Linked DNA regions of Sus scrofa: all the other regions are linked to region 3. Evidence: chromatin contacts called from public Hi-C data. All regions are on one chromosome and are shown on one strand. Each heading gives the region's core, a stretch centred on a gene start, on an enhancer-like site or on the middle of the called end of the contact. The rest is flanking DNA. Distances are from core to core; before and after follow the strand shown.

Evidence for each region. A called contact is a pair of places that touch in the nucleus more often than the background predicts.
Region 1: a contact with region 3 is called in a Hi-C map of embryonic fibroblasts, with 2.4 times the contacts expected there. The contact joins the promoter of PSMD3 here to the promoter of ZPBP2 in region 3. A contact is called at or near these places in 3 of 5 promoter capture datasets (fetal liver and liver), 4 of 47 Hi-C or Micro-C datasets (embryonic fibroblasts and liver) and 1 of 2 datasets of contacts at active chromatin or transcription factors (alveolar macrophages).
Region 2: a Hi-C map of liver shows a contact between it and region 3, with 1.6 times the contacts expected there. The contact joins the promoter of GSDMA here to the promoter of ZPBP2 in region 3. A contact is called at or near these places in 2 of 5 promoter capture datasets (fetal liver and liver) and 7 of 47 Hi-C or Micro-C datasets (alveolar macrophages, blood, embryonic fibroblasts and 3 more).

What each region holds. Positions count from the first base shown.
Region 1 is chr12:22,358,185-22,361,995 of Sscrofa11.1, reverse strand. PSMD3 (26S proteasome non-ATPase regulatory subunit 3) reads left to right here and starts at 1,446. Exons shown (of 12, transcript XM_003131496.5): 1 at 1,446-1,845. The coding sequence starts at 1,626.
Region 2 is chr12:22,377,288-22,380,625 of Sscrofa11.1, reverse strand. It overlaps GSDMA (gasdermin-A), which reads left to right and starts at 1,503. Exons shown (of 11, transcript XM_013979681.2): 1 at 1,503-1,608.
Region 3 is chr12:22,461,459-22,464,871 of Sscrofa11.1, reverse strand. It overlaps ZPBP2 (zona pellucida binding protein 2), which reads left to right and starts at 2,024. Exons shown (of 7, transcript NM_001164513.1): 1 at 2,024-2,194; 2 at 2,306-2,371. The coding sequence starts at 2,146.

The DNA of each region.
Region 1 (3,811 bases), core at 197-2,696, 100 kb after region 3:
ATATATATATATATATATATTTTTTTTTTTTTTTTTTTTTTTGTCTTTTTGCTATTTCTTGGGCCGCTCCCGCGGCATATGGAGGTTCCCAGGCTAGGGGTCGAATCGGAGCCGTAGCCATTAGCCTACGCCAGAGCCACAGCAACGCGGGATCCGAGCCGCGTCTGCGACCTACACCACAGCTCACGGCAATGCTGGATCGTTAACCCACTGAGCAAGGGCAAGGACGGAACCCGCAACCTCATGGTTCCTAGTCGGATTCGTTAACCACTGCGCCACGACGAGAACTCCTCCCCTGGGGGATTCTTAAGCCCACCTTAGGTAGACTATTATTCTGTTCCCCATTTCACTACAGTGAAGAGTCTCCATCATCATCTTCCACCCTCTTGTGTCCAGCATCACAATACATGGCAGCCCAGAGCAGAGCTTCCAGCAGACCACGCTCTGGAGCTGTTTTTCTGGGTTGTTTTTTTTCTGGCGCGCGGGGGGGTGGGGAGTGTTGGTTTGCGGGGTTTTTTTTTGTTTTTTGTTTTTGTTTGCTTTTTAGGGCTGCACCTGCAGCATATGGAAGTTCCCAGGCTAGGGTTGGAATTCGAGCTGCAGCAGCCAGCCTACACCACAGCCACAGCAACATGCCAGACCCGAGCTACGTCTGCGACCTACACCGCAGTTTATGGCAACGCCAGATTCCTAAGCCGCTGAGCGAGGCCAGGGATTGAACCTGCATCTTCATGTATATTAGTCGGGTTTGTTACTGCTGAGCCACAAAGAGAACTTCTGGAGCTGTTTTTTTTTTGTTTGTTTGTTTGTTTGTTTTTTCCACCACCCTGCCCCCTGAAATGTGCTAGCCCTGAGCCTCACATAGAGTGGACCCCTAAATTTTACTAAATTATAAGTGATTATACGCAAATGCACTCTCCCCGCATCCGCACTCCCAGGCTGCAGAGATTTTATGCCTTATTTTCAGCACTAGCTAAAATCGGACAAGAAAGTCTGAATCCCATGGGGTTCTTCCTCGTCTCCAATTCGGTGTAGTTTTCAGCCCAACAGCCTAGCTCAACATCCCTTCGCAGCTTCTTTTCTTCTCTCGCGCCAGTTGCATCAAGCGGCGGTTGAGAACTGCAAATTGAGCGAGTTTAGGCATGAAACTCGCCTGGCAACTCGTGGCGTCATCACGCTCTGCGCTTGGATAGACCCTACCCATTTCATCGAAGTTGGGTGCTTAGAGTCCGCAGTGACCCAGTGGGGGCCTGAGGGGACCTCATGCGGACATACATAGAAATACACCGGAAAGGAACACAAAGGAAAAAAACACACAGAAACAGTTCAAAACAAGCCGGACAAACCCCTACAGGCTCCTCCCCGCTCCTCCTCGAAGATCCGCCTCCATCCGCACATCGGCTGTTGATTTTTCTCCCCTTTGTGGACTCGGCAATTGGCCCACTCGGCCTGGCATTTCCCACAAGGCCCAGCGCCGGGAAGGGGTTTGCAGCTGCTCCGTCATCGTGCGGCCCGACGCGAGCCCGCGCTCGTGTGCAGGCCCGGCTCGGTTCCTGGTCTCCGGTGCGAGGATTCACCCGAGGCCCCGGCCTCGGTCCCCGGACTAGGCCGCGACCCCGGGCGCCATGAAGCAGGAGGGCTCGGCGCGGCGCCGTGGCACGGACAAGGCAAAGCCACCGCCCGGCGGAGCGGAGCAGGAACCACCGCCGCCCCCAGCCCCTCAAGATGTGGAGATGAAAGAAGAGGCAGCGGCCGGTGGCGCATCAACCGGGGAGACCGATGGCAAGGCGGCAGCGGCGGCGGCTGAGCACTCCCAGCGAGAGCTGGACACCGTCACCTTGGAGGGTACGAGAGCGCGGGCCGTGGGCATGCCATGACCACGGGTGACAGCGCCGCGGTGATCCAGCGCAGCCTCTACCACCCCTAGTTCGTTGAGATCACCCCCAGGTGCCCGCCCCTACTTCCCTCACACTCCGACCCCAGCCTCACTAGCCGAGCCTTCTCTCCGGGCTCAGGCCCTTCGCACACACCTCTCCGCAACCTGGGGTTGCGTCCAGAACTAGATGTCATTGGGCCCGTAGACTCCCTTTTCTGAATTCTCTCCTCTGACGTTATTACTCCTTTTACACTGATTCTGGCGTCCCCAGTGTATGATTGACCTCTCTAAAAACCAGTGTAGTCATGTGCGAAGGAGGTCAGGATGACGCAGAATACTGGCCCCGAGTTTTAAGAATGGTTTGTTGTCTTAACTACCTTTAGCAAACTGCCCTAAAAGAGCTCTTTTTACATAGCATCTTGCTTCCTAGTTGCTGTAATTGAGATGCCCGCGCGATCCCCTTTGCCCTGTTTCTCCTCCTCTAAGCCCAAACTCCTACTGTTTCTAAAGTTTAAATATATTACACACCTTGTTTGAGTTCCTCGTACTTGCCTTCCACCTAAACAACCCCCAGCCCATTTCTTTTCTCCTCGGCACCTGTTGCCAGTTTCCTATCATTCTCTCGTTCCTCCAAGTTCATATTTCGCTTTTCTTACTCAGAGCTCCCTGTCCACATTCGGAGTGGGTAGAGTGAGAGCTTCTCATTGTGATCTTGATGTTGTTTTTCTGTTCTGGATCAAATAGGACCAGACTATTTATTGATTTTCTCTGTACTTAACTGCATAAGAACCTCGCTCAAAAACATTGAAGTAGGAGTTCCCGTTGTGGCTCAGAGGAAACAAATCGGACTAGGAACCATGAGGTTGCGGGTTCGACCCCTGGCCTCACTCAGTGGGTTAAGGATCCAGTGTTGCCGTGAGCTGGGGTGTAGGTCGCAGACACAGAGTGGATCTGGCATGCTGTGGCTGTTGTATAGGCTGGCACCTACAGCTCCAATTCAACCCCTAGCCTGGGAACCTCCATATGCCATGGGTGAGGCCCTGAAAAACCAAACAAAACAAAAAACACATGGAAATAAGCAAATTGATGCACCTGAGTGGTGTTTTGAGAGTGTGATAGTGTTGACTGCATGAGCTCCTACTCTAAAGTTGGACAGCAGGAGTTCCCGTCGTGGCGCAGTGGTTAACGAATCCGACTAGGAACCATGAGGTTGCGGGTTCGGTCCCTGCCCTTGCTCAGTGGGTTAAGGATCCGGCGTTGCCGTGAGCTGTGGTGTAGGTCGCAGACGCGGCTCGGATCCCGCGTTGCTGTGGCTCTGGCATAGGCTGGTGGCTACAGCTCTGATTCGACCCCTAGCCTGGCAACCTCCATATGCCACGGGAGCGACCCAAGAAATAGCAAAAAAAGACCAAAAAATAAAATAAAATAAAATAAAGTTGGACAGCAGACTTATTATCTAAATAAGATCCTTTTTTGCGGTTTATGAGAGTCGACTATATGCGAAAGTTTCCAAGCCAGTGATCGAACCCACACCACAGCAATGACAATGCCAGGTCCTTAACCTACTGAGCCACCAGGGAACTCTCATGTTTCTTTTAAACACCTCATTTAATATGAAAGCTCTGAAGTAGAAGGGGGTAAAAACAGCCATGGTTAACATTTTTCCCATGAATTTTTGAGCTGTTCTCCCATAATGGAGATCAAGGCTATATAACCAGTTAGGAACAGGGCATAACTAAATACAGATGGGTTTGTGTGCTTTCATGTAACACATCCGTAAACATAGCACTCAGTGTATTCCAGAAACATTTATTGAATACCTGACATAGTGGCAAAGAATATGAGCTCTGAAATTAGTTTTCTTATCTCTACAAATGAAAGTACTAGTGTTTACTTAATTGAGTTATTGTGACGATTCAAATGCTTAGAACTAGG
Region 2 (3,338 bases), core at 254-2,753, 84 kb after region 3:
GGCCGGTGGCTACAGCTCGGATTCCATCCCCAGCCTGGGAAATTCCATATGCTGCGGGTGCGGCCATAAAAAAGAAAAATAAATAATAAAATAAAATAAAATATATAAATAACAAAGTCTTTTTGTAGAGCACAGGGAAGTATATTCAATAACCTGTACTAAACCATAATGGAAAAGAATATGAAAAAGAATATGGACATATGTGTATATACTGTCATTCATAACTGAATGACTTTGCTCATCACCTAATACCAACACCGCATTGTAAATCAACTCTTTCAATTTAAAAATGAAAGGTAAACTATATCTAGTCACTTATGATAGAGGATAATGTGAGAAAAAGAATGTATATATGTATGTGCCACTGGGTCACTTTGTTGTACAGTAGAAAATTGACAGAACACTGTAAACCAGCTGGAATGGAAACAATAAAAATCATTGTAAAAAATAAATAAATGAAATAAAAAGAGGCGTTCCGGGGGAGTTCCCGTCGTGGCGCAGTGGTTAACGAATCCGACTAGGAACCATGAGGTTGCGGGTTCGATCCCTGCCCTTGCTCAGTGGGTTAACGATCCGGCGTTGCCATGAGCTGTGGTGTAGGTTGCAGACGCAGCTTGGATCCCGCGTTGCTGTAGCTCTGGCGTAGGCCGGTGGCTACAGCTCCGATTAGACCCCTAGCCTGGGAACCTCCATGTGCCACTGGTGCCCTTAAAAGGAAAATAATAATAATAATATTAAATTTTAAAAAATAAGAGCAAGACCTGAGATGATGACATATGTGAATTCGCACGGCAGATGGGCGCATTGGGCTTTTCCGCTGACTCTGCCATGCCTTTGCCTAGGGATACGGGTGTGTATGTACGCTGCTCCAGAAGCAGCAGAGACGCTGAACAGGAGACAACAGGAACCAAGTGATCTCGCTCCATCTCTGCTACACAGACATGCGAATATGTGCCTGGAGCCAAGCCACATGGGCTGCGTGGTCATACGCGGGCCGACACGCGGAAAGATGGGAGAACAACTTCTCAGCTGTGCTGCCTGCTGCTGCTGCGGTCGGAAGACACACAGGATTTCTTACGCCCGCGTCACGCCCGCAAGACCTCATCATGAATCCTAGATGCTTCCTAATGACCGTGGCGGAAGAGAAGCCTTCCCCATCTACACATGCACGCGCGCGCACACGCGCGCACACACACACACACACACACACACACACACACACACCCCAACCCCGCCGCCTCTCTCTGAGCCCCCTCCAAGGTGCCTTCTTTCCTCTCCTCTCAGCCCATCAAGCCAAGCCTCCATGGTCACCTCTCCTTCAGCCTTGGCTCCCCCACCCACGCTGGCACCTGCCTGGCATGCACCTGACCCACCCCCTCAGCCCTCAGGAGGCCAGGGCCCAGGGCCTGGGGCAGCGCCGGCGTGGAACAGGTTGATGCTGTTCTCCCGGAAGTGGAGCAGGAGAGGGGTGGGGTCACTGGGGCAGGCGGGGTCCCCGGAAGCCTACATCCTTGCCTCCACGGAGGCATAAAGGAGCAGCCGGTTCTGGTGAGGGAGAGTCATTCTCGCAGCCACAGACCCAGCTGCTGGACCAGACCGAACACCCTGGTAAGAGCTCCCTGGTAAGGGCTTGATGACAGCGGGGGAGGCTGGGGTGTTCTCGGAATGAACACGAACATGAGTGGAACAAGAAGGGCCTAGGAGGCCGGGAGAGCCCAGTGCAGTAGGAACCTTGACCAGCCTCGGGGAGAGAAGGGAGCAGTGGCCCTGGAGAGGTGAGCACTTCTCTGATGAAGACCATACAGCAGTCGCCTGAGCCCTTCCCAGCTGCATTCGGCTGCTCAGGAAGTTGTCCCACCCCATCAGGCCATCCCAGGAATCAGGGTGCTGGAAGCACACTGAAGCTTGTGTGGTTGGCAGAACAGCCCCATGAACCTGTGCATGTGCCTCCGGCTTCCCTGATGCTATGAGGTGCCCACAAGGGGCGTGAGGTGGTTCCAGACCTGCTGGCATGAACTCTTCCACCCCTGGGGCGATCCAGCTATGCCAGCTGGCTGCCCAGCCAGAGCACCTTGGCTTGAAGCTCAAAGACAGAGACTGTGAACCTCAAGTTCTTGCAGGTTCCACGCTCTCCAGGACCCTCTCACCCCAGCTTATGTCTCCCAGGCTCCCAGGGCCCCATTCATTCATTCCCTTGATGGTTTTTTGTCTTGTTTTGTTTTGTTTTGTTTTTTAATTTACGGCTGCACCCATGGCATATGGAAGCTCCTGGGCCAGAGATTGAATCCAAGCCACAGCTATGACCCATGTCACAGCTTCGGCGACACAGGAAATTTACCCCACTGCGCCGAGCCTGGAATCGAACCTGTGCTTACTCAACGGCCTGAGCTGCTGTAGTTGGATTCTTTTTTGTTTTTGTTTTTGTTTTTTTTGGTCCTTTTAGGGCCGCACCTGCAGCATATGGAGGTTCCCAGGCGAGGGGTCAAATCGGAGCTGCAGTTGCCAGCCTATACCACAGCCACAGCAATGCTGGATCCAAGCCACATCTATGACCTACACCACAGCTCATGGCAACACCAGATCCTTAACCCACTGAGCGAGGCCAGGGATCAAACCTGCATCCTCATGGGTATTAGTCGGGTTCGGTAACCACTGAGCCATGACGGGAACTCCAAGCTGAGGCCGCAGAGATGATTAAGACCCACTTCCTGCCCTCTGGGAAGTCACGGTGGAGTAGGCGAGACTCAGGTGATCAGATCACAGCAGGTGACAGGTGTTTAAGAGAGGTATGTACACAGCGTTTCGGGAACACGGGGTGGAGTCACCAGCTGCCTGAGGGGGAGGGGGAGGAGTCCCAGAGGAATGACTGGAAGTGAGTCTTGAAGGATGAGTAGGGATTCTTCAGATGGGGAGGGAGGTACTACAAGCAGAGGAGCAAAGGCAAAGAGCATCAGAGTGCCTGCTTCTGTTGGGCGGTGCCTGGAGGGAGGTGGGTCTACCCTCTGAGCCAGGGGGGCACAAAGGAGGTAAGGGTACAGGGAGGTGACCCACCCACCCAAGGAAGAGGCACCTGGGCAAAACAGCACTGCCTCCCACCCATGGTGGCCGCCTCCCTCCCTCAGACTCCCGGGGTCCTGGTTGTCACAGTCTCTGGGGGGGACAAGTGGGCTTAGCTGTGTGAGAGCAGCTTTCCCACCACAGCTAATGAAATGCTCCAGGCAGGCTCCACGTCCATGAAGAAGGTGAGCGGGGAGGGAGAAAAGAGCCCTTGACGGAGCAAAGAGGGGGGTGTCTCTAGTGTGAACGGTTTTAGCTTTTAAGTCCTCATTTCCTCATCA
Region 3 (3,413 bases), core at 775-3,274:
GGGGGAGAGAGTAACTTTACAGCAGAGAAACCAGACAAACACCACCACAGCCAGGTGATCAAGGGAACAGTGTGATGTTAAGGCATGTTGACAGTATGTACCCTTGATATGACGTGGTGAGAATGGCACTTCACCTCTGTAGTCTTCCACCCCAAAATCTATAGCCCCAGTCTAATAATGGAAAAAAAAAATGAGAAAAATTCCAATAGAGAGGCACTCTGCAAAGTATCTGACCAGTTCAAGTCAGGTCAATGTCATCAAAACTGTCACTAACTGTCAAGGTCATCAAACCCAATTTGTCACAGCCAAGAAGACCTGACGACTAAACGTAAGGTGGGATCCTGATTCGGATTTTGGAGCAGAAAAAGGACCTTTAGTAAAAACTAAGGAAATCTAAATAAAGAATGGACTTTATTATCAATATTGGTTCATTAATTTTGAGAAATGTACCATAATTAACGGAAAATGCTAACAGTAAGGAAGTAGGTGGAGGTACATGAGGACTTTCTGTACTATCTTCACAACTTTTCTGTAAATTTAAAACTTCTAAAATTAAGTTTATTTTAAAAGAGTGGACGATACTTTGAACAAATAACTACCACTCATTTGATTAAAGTCGCTTCTCAGTGTTCCAAGCTGATCACACAGGATTTACAAGGATCAGTTAGTTATGCCCGGGAAGCTATTAAAACGCTGTGGATTTACAATGTACTTGAACTAAAACTGGATGATAAACTTCCAGGGAAGCAGAGAGGATGCCTAAATTTATCTTCTTTATCCTCACTTTAAGAAGGAAACAACAGTTGAGACTGAACCATGAATCTAGACACCGTAACTGACATGGGTGGATCTGACTCACTGAATCACATTTCATGGCTTAGGCTATGTAGGTAAAATTAACAGTGACTAAAAATGAAATCACTGACAAAGGTTGCTCCTGGACCATCTGAGATAGTCCAAGTACTGACTCGGCTCAAAGGAAATAAAACTGAAAACTCTTGATCTCACCCCAAATAATCATTTTGCACCCTGTCTGAACCTTGGGCTCTCTACCCACCAGCCTACTCAAAACCACGACTGCGGGTGTCCCGCTGCTAAGAAACAGACAATACACAGGGCTTTCCAGGCCACCAAATTAGTAGCCAAGAAGGGACCCGTGAAAAACGCTGGCACGCTTTATTTTGGAGCTCGCTGATCTTGACCTAACCTCCCTTCCGACCGGAAAAGCCGATGTGGGGACCTTGCCTTTCAATTGGGCCCTTTTTCAAAGCAGGCTGACTTCTCAACCCTGGAGAAATTTGCAAGCGGGGCGGGGGGTCTCTCAACATCGCTGATACTCGAAGATGAAAATGAAGATGAAATGTTCCCATAAAGTGAAGGCCTGGAGACGCCTTGTTGGCGCAGTAGCGGTTCGCTGACTTCTTCGTTTTGTGGGTAGAATACAGTTCAGCAAAAAACGGGTGTTAAAGAGTTTGAAAAAGATTGTGCCCACAGTTTCAGCCAGTTCCTGAGAAGAAAGGCACAGAAGTTCCCACGTGGGGTTCTCTGCTTCCTATGAGGTGGAAATTTTCACAAGCTTCTCCCTCTTCGGTGCTAATTCAATCGCTTCCCCTACCCGCCCTACCCCATTAGAGCCATGGTGTTCCTCCTGTGGCTTTCTTGTCCCTAGACTAAGTAAGTGACAGAACACTCAAGGCCCTGGTTTCTTCTCCTGTACTCTTTTCTTCCCTCTGGGCCCTCGCAGAGAACTAAGCCGCCCAGAGCGCAGGGATATGGCGCCAGACGGAAGGCGCGAAGCATCCTAACGACGGCGGCCGCGTGCGCGCAAGGGGGCGGGGCGCTCGCCTCCCGCTTGCACCAGCCCAGGGTCCTGCCCTCTGCCCACGCCCCGCTCTAGCCCCGCCCACGTCCCTGCGCCCCGCCCACGTCCCTGCGCCCCGCCCTCGTCCCTGCGCCCCGCCCACGCGCGCGAGGCCCGGTAGCACGCACGCGCTGTCCGGCGCGTCCGCTCCTGCGGTAGCTACGGACGGGTAGGGAAGCTGCCTCTCGGCGGTTTGGTCAGCAATGAGGAGGCGTTGCGCAGGGGCTGAGGTAGGAAGGTGCCCGCCCCTCGACGCCTCCCGCGACGCTAGTCCCTGAGCCACGATGCGAGCTTGGGTCCTACTCTCCGCGGTGCTCTGGTACCTCACAGGAGGTGGGGCTCTTCCCGCCCGCCCCCCGGCCTCTCCCCTCTTCCCTGTCCTGCCCCACGCTGAGCCCTGGCTCCTTTTCTACGTGAAAAGTCAGTGGTTTCTTTTCTCCGCAGTTGGATGGCAGCGTTCCTCCGAACGCAATGAGAAAGGCTTCATTTATGGCAAGCCGGGACATCCAGGTAATAAGGACCTCGTCACCTGCAGAGTCGATCCGAAGAGCCAGGTGTGCCTGGCTCTGCTAAGGTGCTTCCCACGGTGGGAAACGGAGCGAACGTTTATGGAACATCTGCTGTGTGCTCCGCACTTCCCGAAGGTTTCGTCGTTTCATCCTTAGAGCGACGCCACTGAGCCTGTGTTGTATCACCTTGTCTAAAGCCGCACAGCTCGCGATGAGCTAGGATTCAATCCTGGTGTCTTTCTCCGAGGCCACCTCCCTGCCAGGGGTCCCTGCTTCTTTGCAACGTGCAAGGGCCACTCAGAGGAGTGATTTGCCGGGCTGGAAGTCCCTCTGTTCGGAATGCCCTTATCCCTTACCTTATTAACTAGAACTCCTTCAACATCCTTTACGGCCTCAATTCACATATCATTTGTCACTGCGATGAAACTTTCTCACACTCCCCAATGAAAGTTAGTCTCCTGGCTAACTTAGATAACTTTGGGCCAGTCCAAGGCCCAAAGGCTTTGGGCTTTGAGCTCCTCCCCCCACCGCCAAACTGTAGGACAGTGTTTTGTTTTTTTAGAAGGCAGAATTGAAATCCTTCTCTTTATTATTTTTTTAATAGCTATTTCCCCAATGCAATTTTTTTTCTATTGTACCGCATGGTGACTCAGTTCCACGTACATGTACACATTCTATTTTCACACATTATCATGCTCCATCATAAGTGACTAGGCATAGTTCCCAGTGCTACACAGTGTCATCTTTTTATGTTTAGAGCCTGGCATTCAGTAGGCTTTAAAATTAATATATTATGAAACAGTGTTGGTTCCAAGCACATTACTGCTGTTTCCATCAAATCTGAAACAGAATAGGTAATTTCAGAAAATCTTCCTTGAATGTGGCACATAGGCTTAGTTATTGTTCTAACAGAGGACATTTATAAATATCAAGTTTGCCTTGAAGGTGACAATGATTATCTTTAAAATAGTTTTGTAGCCAAAAATACTGACCTTCAAATTGATTCCACTAACCCTTCAGAATTTTTTTATTCTAGTTAGTTC